Linked DNA regions of Pan troglodytes: region 1 is linked to region 2. A link is a contact called in public Hi-C data. All regions are on one chromosome and are shown on one strand. Each heading gives the region's core, a stretch centred on a gene start, on an enhancer-like site or on the middle of the called end of the contact. The rest is flanking DNA. Distances are from core to core; before and after follow the strand shown.

Region 1 (4,866 bases), core at 277-2,776, 140 kb before region 2:
TGAGACCATCCTGGCCAACACGGTGAAACCCCGTCTCTACTAAAAATACAAAAAAGTACAAAAAATTAGCCGGGCGTGATGGCGGGCACCTGTAGTCCCAGCTACTCAGGAGGCTGAGGCAGGAGAATGGCGTGAACCCGGGAGGCGGAGGTTACAGTGAGCCGAGACCGCGCCACTGCACTCCAGCCTGGGAGACAGAGCGAGACTCCGTCTAAAAAATAACAGTAATAATAACCATAATCCCTCTACCTACCCTGAGATGAATGCATACATAAAATTTTCCTCTGCTCCCTCTTTTCACAGGTAAAATGCAGATTTACTGAGGCTAATCACCGACTCACAAGAATGTAATCATTTGCCTCCTCACTGCCTAACCTCCCTTTTTTGCCCCTCCTGCTAGCTCCTTCCTCTTTAACTAGTGATGTTCCCAAAACCATCTTTGGAAAAAGCACAGGTCTCAGATCCTCCTGTGACCTGTGCTTTTTCCCGGTTGGATCCTCAACCTTAGCTAATTAAACCTTTATCGGTTGAGACCTGCCTCAGTCACTTCTGGTTAACAAGAGGGAAAACAAGAGCAATCCAACTAGCAGAAACGGTAGGTATCTCGTACATAAAGCGCGTGAATTTTTTTAATACACATCACAGATCATCCACAGTTGACATACTGTCTTCAAAGTTCAAATGGAATTGAATGCACAGCGATAAAACAGGAATAGTCTCCTGAGAGAATACGTTGAATAAACCTTAGGCCACACAGGCAGAAGCTCAATGTGCCGCGATGCAGAGCTTAATACGGCTGGAATAAAAATATAAATTCCTCTGCTTAGGCTGAACCCACTCTAATGCCCAAGAGGAAAAGCAAGGGAAGTAAAAAGGCCAGGAACACAAAGGAAGGAAAGGGACGGAGTGGGACCTTCGAGGCCGGGGTTTGTGACTGGTGGCAGAAACCCCGCGACCACTGCGACCCTAGGGCGGGCACCTCGTTAACACTGCGACCTCCGGAAAGTGGCAACTGAGTCGAGGGAAGGGGACGAGCGCCTCGCGACCACTAGGGAAGCAGACAAGCCTGAAGTAACTAAGCAGACGCAGTTCTCAACCCGCAAGGACGAGCAAGCCTGTTCGGGGTACCCTTACAGTGACTGTTGGCTCGCCATCGAGCTCCTCCATAGCGCCGAACCCCAGGCTCTAGAAGTCGCTCGGACGCCAATGCTTCCCGCTCAGGCCTCCCGCTCAGCGCTAGCTGCGAGACAAGACTCCGCCTGGGGGTCTCCTGCAGCGCCTGCAAGCCCAAACCCTCAGTGCTGCGGCGCTGTCTCCTCTCAGCCACGGCCACCCCTCTGCGGTCCTCTGCACGCGTCTTTCCCTCCTGGCGTCGACAGCAAATCAGAGAAAACAGCGCCGAGGACTGACTGCACTCAGAGTACCGCGCTAACAGGATCAGGCGGCGCGGCGGACACCCTGGTGCCGAGCGGAGAAAAGGCCCCCGGAGACGGCGGGAGGGGCAGGAGGACCCCGGGGCTGGAGACGGGGCAAATGCGCGTGCGTGGGCTGGGGCGGCGGCACTTGGGTGGGAACTCGTGCGGGATTTAGTTCCCAGTAAGTGTACAACGTCTCCCAACTCTGGGAGTCCTTGCTCCATCCCGGTCTCCACCTTAGTGTCGTCGCAGCCACTTGTCCAAACCCCGACAGTCAAACGGGCTTGTGCTGGAAAGCAATCGCCTCCACTTCCACACTAGAACACACACAAGAGGCACGGGAACAAAATCGATACCCCTGAAGGCCCGGCGCTGTGGCTCAAGCTTCTAATCCCAACACTTTGGTAGCCCAAGGTGGGTGGATCACTGGAGTTCAGGAGTTCAAGACCAGTCTGGCCAATATGATGAAACCTCGTCTCTACTAAAAATATAAAAAATTAGACGGGCGTGGTGGCGGACACCTGTAATTCCAGCTACTCGGAAGGCTGAGGCAAGAGAATTGTTCCAACCCGGGAGGTGGAGGTTGCATTGAGCCAAGATCGCACCACTGCACTCCAGCCTGGGAGACAGAGCGAGACTCCGTCTCAAAAAAAAAAAAAAAAAAAAAAAAAAAAAAAAAAAAATTAGCTGTGCTTGGTAGCGCGCGCCTGTAATCCCAGCACTCCGGGACGCCGAGGTGGTTGGATCACCTGAGGTCAGGAGTTCAAGACCAGCCTGGACAACATGGCGAAACCTGGCGAAACCCCGTCTCTACTGAAAATACAAAAATTAGCCGGGAGTGGTGGCGGACACCTGTAATCCCAGCTACTCGTAAGGCTGAGGCAGGAGAATTGTTCCAACCCGGGAGGCGGAGGTTGCAGTGAGCCAAGATCGCGCCACTGCACTCCATCCTGGGCGACAGACTGAGACTCCGTCTCAAAAAAAAAAAAAGAATTATTTTGCTGAGTCTCAAAAAAAAAATTATTTTGCTCTTTTTCTCTTAATAAGTTTCCGTTATACCTCAAGTTGGAGTTATCGCCTGTGTAATTGAAAACTTTTCCAGAGTTAAATACAGTTTGAGAGTTAACCACTCTAGAGAGAGGAAGGGGAAAAGAGAGGGGAAGGAGCCACACTCTTTTAGAGAGAGGAGAGGAAAGAGAAAAATAAGTTGTAAGATAATTGTTTCATTTTTCCAACCGTTTTCCATTAGGATTAACTGAAAAAGAAGGATACATAAACTACTTCATCAAAACCTTATTCTTAGAAATCTATAGAAAGGTTGAGGAAGGAAAAAGTCCATATATAGTATGCATAATCAGTATATAGAACAAGGATAGGCCGGGCGCGGTGGCTCACGCCTGTAATCTCAGCGCTTTGGGAGGCCGAGGCGGGTGGATCACGAGGTCAGGAGATAGAGACCATCCTGGCTAACACGGTGAAACCCCATCTCTACTAAAAATACAAAAAAAAAAAAAAAAAAAATTAGCCGGGCGTGGTGGCGGGTGCCTGTAGTCCCAGCTCCTCGGGAGGCTGAGACAGGAGAATGGCGTGAACCGGGGAGGCGGAGCTTGCGGTGAGCCGAGATGGCACCGCTGCACTCCAGCCTGGGCGACAGAGCGAGACTCCGTCTCGAAAAAAAAAGAACAAGGATAGCTCTATTAGCTGTAGTTTTCCTTTTTCGCCCTTGTATTACTAAGCCTATTTGAATGATTGGGTAAAATGGTTGGTATATAGCAGTATTAGACCAAAGAATATTGCCAATACTTTTTCCTCAATGTTATCTAGCTCTTGGTCGGGCAATTTAACTACTTTTATTATCTTAAATGGCATTTTGTCAGCCTTAAAATAAAAATAATCAAGGAAATATAGCACTAAGATCTAACAAGCTCTCTCTCTTTTTTTTTTTTTTTTTTTTTTTTTTTTTTTTTTTTTTTTTTTTTGTCTTTTTGAGACAGAGTCTTGCTCTGTCGCCAGGCTGGAGTTGGGGTGGGTGGCACGATCTTGGCTTACTGCAACCTCCGTCTCCCGGGTTCAAGCGATTCTGCTGCCTAAGCCTCCCGAGCAGCTGGGACTACAGGCACACGCCACTACGCCGGGCTAATTTTTTATTTTTTAGTAGAGACGGGGTTTCGCCATATTGGTCAGGCTGGACTCGAACTCCTGACCTCAGGTGATCCACCCGCCTCAGCCTCCCAAAGTGCTAGGGTTACAGGCATGAGCCACCGCACCCAGCCTGGTAAAGTCTTAAGTGGATACATTTCATGCAGCGTAATAAAACTAATGCTCCTGAACCGGGCGCAGTGTACATTATTTAACAAAATCTCTGGCCTCAGCCTGGGCAACAGGGCAAGAGCAAGATGCTGTCTCAAAAAATAAAAAATAAAAAAAGGCCGGGCGCGGTGGCTCACGCCTATAATCCCAACACTTCGGGAGGCCGAGGCGGGCGGATTACCTGAACTCAGGAGTTCAAGACCAGCCTGGGCAACAAGATGAAACCCCGTCTCCACTAAAATACAAAAAATTAGCTGGGCATGGCGGTTGTGCGCCTGTAGTCCCAGCTACTGAGGCTGAGGCAGGAGAATCGTTTGAACCCTGGAGGCGGAGGTTGCAGTGAGCCAAGATCATACCACTGCACTCCAGCCCGGACGACAGTGTAAGACTCCCTCTCAAAAAAAAAAAAAAAAAAAAAACTCTAGCTGGAACTAGTGGCTCATACCTGTAGCCCTAGCTACAGCAAGAGGAAGGAGACTGAGGCCAGGGATTTCTTGAGCCCAGGAGTTCAAGTCAAGGCCGCAGTGAACTACGATTGTTATAGCACTATACTCCAGCAAGACCCTGTTTCAAAAGCAACAATATGGCCAGGCGCAGTGGCTCACGCCTGTAAAAATCCCAGCACTTTGGGAGGCCGAGGTGGGCGGATCACGAGGTCAGCAGTTCGAGACCAGCCTGGCCAACATGGTGAAACCCCGTCTCTACTAAAACTACAAAAATTAGGCATGGTGGCAGGCACCTGTAATCCCAGCTACTCCGGAGGCTGGGGCAGGAGAATCACTTGAACCCGGGAGGCGGAGGTTGCAGTGAGCCAAAACCATGCCATTGCATTCCAGCCTGGGTGACAGAGGGAGACTCCGTCTCAGAAAGAAAACAAAAACAAAAACAAAAAAACAGGCTGGGTGCGGTGGCTCACACCTGTAATCCCAGCAGTTTGGGAGGCTGAGGTGGGCAGATCACCTGAGGTCAGGAGTTCGAAACCAGCCTGGACCAACATGGTGAAACACAGTCTCTACTAAAAATACAAAAATCAGCTGGGCTTCGTGGCATCCGCCTGTAATCCCAGCTACTAGGGAGACTGAGGCAAGAGAATCGCTTGAACGCTTGAACCCAGGAGGCAGAGGTTGTGGTGAGATGAGAT
Region 2 (5,013 bases), core at 1,465-3,964:
GGGTTCAAGCAATTCTCGTGCCTCAGCCACCCAAGTAGCTGGGATTACAAGCATGTGCCACCATGCCCGGCTAATTTTTGTATTTTTAGTAGAAACAGGGTTTCACCATGTTGGCCAGGCTGGTCTCAAACATCTGACTTCAAGTGATCTGCCTGCCTCGGCCTCCCAAAGTGCTGGGATTACAGGTGTGAGCCACCACACTTGGCCTTATTTTATCTTTAGATTTAATTTTACATAGAGACAGAGTCTCACCACGATGCCCAGGCTGATCTCACACTCCTGGGCTCAAGCAATCCTCCCAGCTTGGGCCTCCCAAAGTGCAGGTGAATCTTTTTTTTTTTTTTGAGACTGAGTCTCGCTCTGTCACCAGGTTGGAGTGCAGTGATCTCTGCTCATTGCAACCTCTGCCTCCCGGGTTCAAGCCATTCTCCTGCCTCAGCCTCCCGAGTAGAGTAGCTGGGATTACGGGCACCTGCCACCATGCCCAGCTAATTTTTATATTTTTAGTAGAGACGGGGTTTCACCATGTTGGCCAGGATAGTCTAGATCTCCTGACCTCGTGATCCGCTCGCCTCGGCCTCCCAAAGTGCTGGGATTACAGGCGTGAGCCACTGCGCCCAGCCCTTTTATTTTTTTGAGGCGGAGTTTTGCTCTTGTTGCCCAGGCTGGAGTGCAATGGCGTGCTCTCGGCTCACCACAACCTCCACCTCTCAGGTTCAAGTGATTCTCCTGCCTCAGCCTCCCGAGTAGCTGGTCCGGCTAATTTTGTATTTTTTAGTAGAGATGGGGTTTCTCCACGTTAGTCAGGCTGGTTTCGAACTCCCAACCTCAGGTGATCCGCCTGCCTCGGCCTCCCAAAGAGCTTACAGGTGTGAGCCGCCGCGCCCGGCCAAATCTCCACTTTAATAATCCCAATGTCTTCCCACTGTTCTCAGGTCCCAGGAGTGAGGACTGCACCCTGCAATCCCTACATTGTGATGCCTCAGTGTCCACTCCTGCCCTTTCCTTTCTCCACTACCAGTTAACAACTGCTGTGGTCTCAATTGGACCCTGACGGATGCACCCACGCATCCTGTTCACTAAGCTGTATGAGTCCATTTTGTCTCCCTACCTGAAAATGCTGTCTGGAAGGGACTAACACCTTCTGAGGATCCCATGCCCCGCCTGATGCTGAAGTGATCAATACTTGTTTGTTGGTTACTTGTCACCAAACGTTCCTCACTCATCCTCTTCCTTGTACCTAGTCACTCACTCTCTTCCAGAAAGACTTGTCCCTTAAAAACCATCTCACGGCCGGGGATGGTGGCTCATGCCTGTAACCCCAGCACTTTGGGGGGCTGAGGCGGGAGGATCACCTGAGGTCGGAGTTCGAGACCAGCCTGGCCAACACAGCAAAATACTGTCTCTACTAAAAATACAAAAATTAGCCAGGCGTGCAGGCAGGCGCCTGTAATCCCAGCTACTCAGGAAGCCGAGGGAGAATTGCTTGAACATGGGAGGCAGAGGTTGCAGTGAGCCGAGATTGCACCACTGCACTCTAGCCTGGGTGACAGAGCGAGACTCCATCTCGGGGAAAAAAAAAAAAAAAAAAAAAATCACACTCCTCCCCTTGTCTCTTTCCAGCTCTCTGGTGGGCAGCCCATCTGTCCCACCTTCTGTTTCTCTGCATTCTCTGGGTCTTTTCAGATTCAGTAAAATGAAAGGGAGGAGGGAGAAGGCCCAACACCCCCTTTGGTGGTTTCAGTAGCAGGAGAAAAGGACTTGGTCAGCTGTCCTGGTAGGAAAGGTAGTTAAGTCATCTCCTGAAACCCATGTGAGAACCATCGACAGGAAGTGACAGTGGGAACCGGGAGACTGCAGTAATGGAAAACACACCACAGTTCTTGAGATTCAGAAGTTTGTTTCATATCTTTATTCACACAAAAAAAGTCACAGCATTTCAGACTATTCAAACACACAAACAGGAACAGAGGGTGCCCACCAGTGACAGCCTCGTCCCTAAGTCTGGATCAAAGGCCACGCTGGAGGGTGGGGTGTCCTCTCGGGCCTCCTCTCTCAGCATCCCGTGGCTCCCTGCTCGCAGCCTCACTGACACCCCCAAGAGCAGTTACAACTGTGCAGAAACAAAGCCACTTTAGAGGAGGCTGGGCCCCACCTCATTGCCATGGAAAAAGGCCAGATTCTGAGGAAAAGACAGAATCCGTGCTACTGTGTCATCAGCTGGGGGATGCTGGGCACTCCTGGGCCTGGCTGGCATCACCTGCGTCCCAGACCTGGGGCAGAGAAAAAGGCAGGACCCTCCCCACTTGGCAGTACTGGGCAGCAGAGAGTGTGGGTCACTGGTCACGTGACAGCCCCAAACTGCCACGCAGACCTCTCTGATGTGATCAGCCAGACACTCAGAGGGCACAACGCTTTCAAGCAAGAACACCAGCCTGGTTCCTAAAGGGGGTGGGTGAACAACGCTCCCAGAAATCTTAAGAACCCAGAGTCCTGGAGCGCTGGAACAATACAGGTGTCATTGGGTTGCAGCGAGGAGGGAAACTTGGTGAACACCAGCCCTCCGAGAGGGCGGAAATACCACTCCTGTCTATTTCCCAGAGCATGTGCCTGTGCCTTGGGGCTCAAGAGCAGTCTTTTCATGGCGGCAACTATGGAATCTAAGAGGAATGAAGGAAACGGCGCCCTCAGGTGGTGCTCAACATTGGTGTCTGACCCCCAGGCCTCCTTGCTGAACCTGGTGAGAAAGCTGGGGTTGGTCTAGGAGCTCCAGCCCACGCTGATCAGGCATGCCCCAGGAAAGCAGACAGGGACAAGCGCCTCAACGAGACTGGGCACAAGGCCGCAAACCAAGCTGCTTTTCCTCTGTCAGTCTGATGTTACTCATTGGACCTGGCCAAGGAGCGCCTCTTCCAAAGTCCTCCATCCTACCCGGCTCAGAGCAGTCCTTCCCGTGATCACTACTTTCCTTGGCTACATCTAACTTTTTTTTTCTCTGAAAGATACAACTGGATGGATGCCTGTGACTCTTGAAGGGGTGGCTGCTTTTACTGAGGACGGCAGTTCATCTAACACTTTACAGCTGTAAAATGTGGCGCATAGGTGTGTAGACGTTAATGTGTCAGCAGAAACCCCTGTATACCGGGTTCTATGCTATGCTACAGATACAGAGAAACAAGGAGAGTGAGGGTCCTAGGGAAAAGTTATGCCATCTGGGCATGGTCAGGTCAGAAGCTCAAAAGACATTTGGCACAGTCTGCAGTCATTTCCAGAAACTACTACCCAGACGTACCTTGGCAAGCAGGTGAGCTGTGAAGCACACAGGACATTACTTCTGAAGGTGCCCAGGAGCACCTGGCTCGAGGAGGCTTTCATAGAAGAAGTCCCCAGAGCCCCTTCCCTTTCTCTGTGCCATCTGCCATACTACTGAAAGTTATTCGGGGCAGACAGGGTCCCCTGGCTCCACCGCATTCCACGACTGCTCAGCGAGACCCACATGCTCGGAGAGAAAGTGTGGACACCAACTCTGTGGATGCAGCCCGAAAGAGGGTGCTGCCGCGTCCGGATCCTCGCCAGCATGGCACTCCAGAAAAGAAAGTAATGGCGGGGGTCGGGGGGGTGGTCAGAGACACAGGGGGTCCCCAGACTGCCTAGCACATACATACATACCACTGGGGACAGTACAGAGGGGAGCAGGTCCGCCAAGGTTAGAAACCAAGAGACACAAATATTGCACATTCAGTCAAGGCATTTCCAAGAGAGTCACAGAAATAACTCTCTCTGAGACACAACAACATAACACATTTGGCAACTTTCAAAGAAACAGCCTTCCCCACTCCAAGCCATCAAAGGGTCCATAAGTGCCTTCATCTTTGGTCCAGTTGAAAAAGCCAGGGAAGGAAGACAGGGTCAATGGGGAGTAAGAAGAGGCTGCAGGTGCAGTTCCTACAGCTCCCACTTGTCTGTCTGACTCAGTGCAGGATGCCGCCTGTCTCAAACCTCCTCTTGGAGGGAAAACAAGCTCTCCAGAGGGTCCCGGCTGCTGGAGAAAGCTGAGGCAAAGCTGCATGTGGTGGCAGCCGGGAGCCCCAAATCCAGAGCAATGATCACCAACCTCCAACCACAACAAAGGACACCCCATCCTCCCTTTCCTTGGAGGCTCTATTCATGGGAATGCGGGGTACTCTGGCAACTCTATGCTTTACCTAAAACCTCAATTCGACAAACTGCAACTAGAACCCTTTGCATCTGCTGCAGGTCTTGGAGGGTGCACAGGAGGGACGGTGTTCCGAAGCAGCTGCTAACGTCCATTGTGGCACACATAGGGTGAAACCATGGCACGGCACGGGAACAATCCTCTTGGCTCCAGTGTCCTTAAAGTACAGGCCATTTCCAAAGAGCTAGGCCTTCCGCCCTCATCCCCCAGATCCCTGAAAGGCTCCGAATGGGAACCCAGCCCAGCTGCTGTTGTAAAGATCTGTTCTAATACTGGCTAAGCAAATGAAAGCAGGTTTCTGAAAAGGTATTCTGCAGCCAGAAGTCGCACTGTCTTCGGAGTCCTGCAGGTGGGGAGGGAGTTCCTTTAGTTTTGACCAGAACACTTCTTCACAGGGGGCCAGGATCAGCTGTGCTTTGCAGTGGCTCGGTCACTGGACAGGAGCGAGGTTTCACTTCACAGAGGGGCTCTGCTGACTGCTCTCCTGAAGGTCTGGAGTTTTCGGGGTCTTAGTTTACATCCGCGATCCTCTCTCCTGAAGAATCTGAAAGTTGGAGATGGGGGAGAGGCTGAGGCTGCTGAGGGAAAGACAGAGATGTCGGGGGATGCTTTCCACTGGACCCGATGAGTGGCATGATGGTCCTGTCATCCCAGGAAGCAAGCAGGGGTGCAGCCGCAGCCTCACCCGCAGTGCTTCTGGTGCGAAACACTCTCTTGCTGGGCACAGCTGGGTCTAAAGCTTATGTGCTGTTGGACCAAAGCTTTGCCAACTGAAAGGAAGTGGTTCCAGCTTACCT

Evidence for each region. Hi-C and Micro-C count contacts between places; a contact is called where the count stands out from the background.
Region 1: a contact with region 2 is called in a Hi-C map of induced pluripotent stem cells, with 1.6 times the contacts expected there. The contact joins the promoter of NUP85 here to the enhancer-like site in region 2. A contact is called at or near these places in 2 of 7 Hi-C or Micro-C datasets (induced pluripotent stem cells and stem cell-derived neural progenitor cells) and 1 of 1 datasets of contacts at active chromatin or transcription factors (stem cell-derived excitatory neurons).

What each region holds. Positions count from the first base shown.
Region 1 is chr19:88,196,904-88,201,769 of NHGRI_mPanTro3-v2.0_pri, reverse strand. It overlaps NUP85 (nucleoporin 85), which reads right to left and starts at 1,526. Exons shown (of 19, transcript XM_024350603.3): 1 at 1,135-1,526. The coding sequence starts at 1,167.
Region 2 is chr19:88,058,177-88,063,189 of NHGRI_mPanTro3-v2.0_pri, reverse strand. KCTD2 (potassium channel tetramerization domain containing 2) reads right to left here. Exons shown (of 6, transcript XM_001138510.7): 6 at 1,881-4,760. The coding sequence ends at 4,731. Among named protein-coding and RNA genes, the nearest start is that of ATP5PD, 18 kb to the right of the region's middle. Within about 2 kb of position 2,714, at least 7 of the 24 cell types and tissues checked have an H3K27ac peak or open chromatin away from gene starts, as enhancers often do. A contact at or near this core is called in induced pluripotent stem cells, where this site is marked.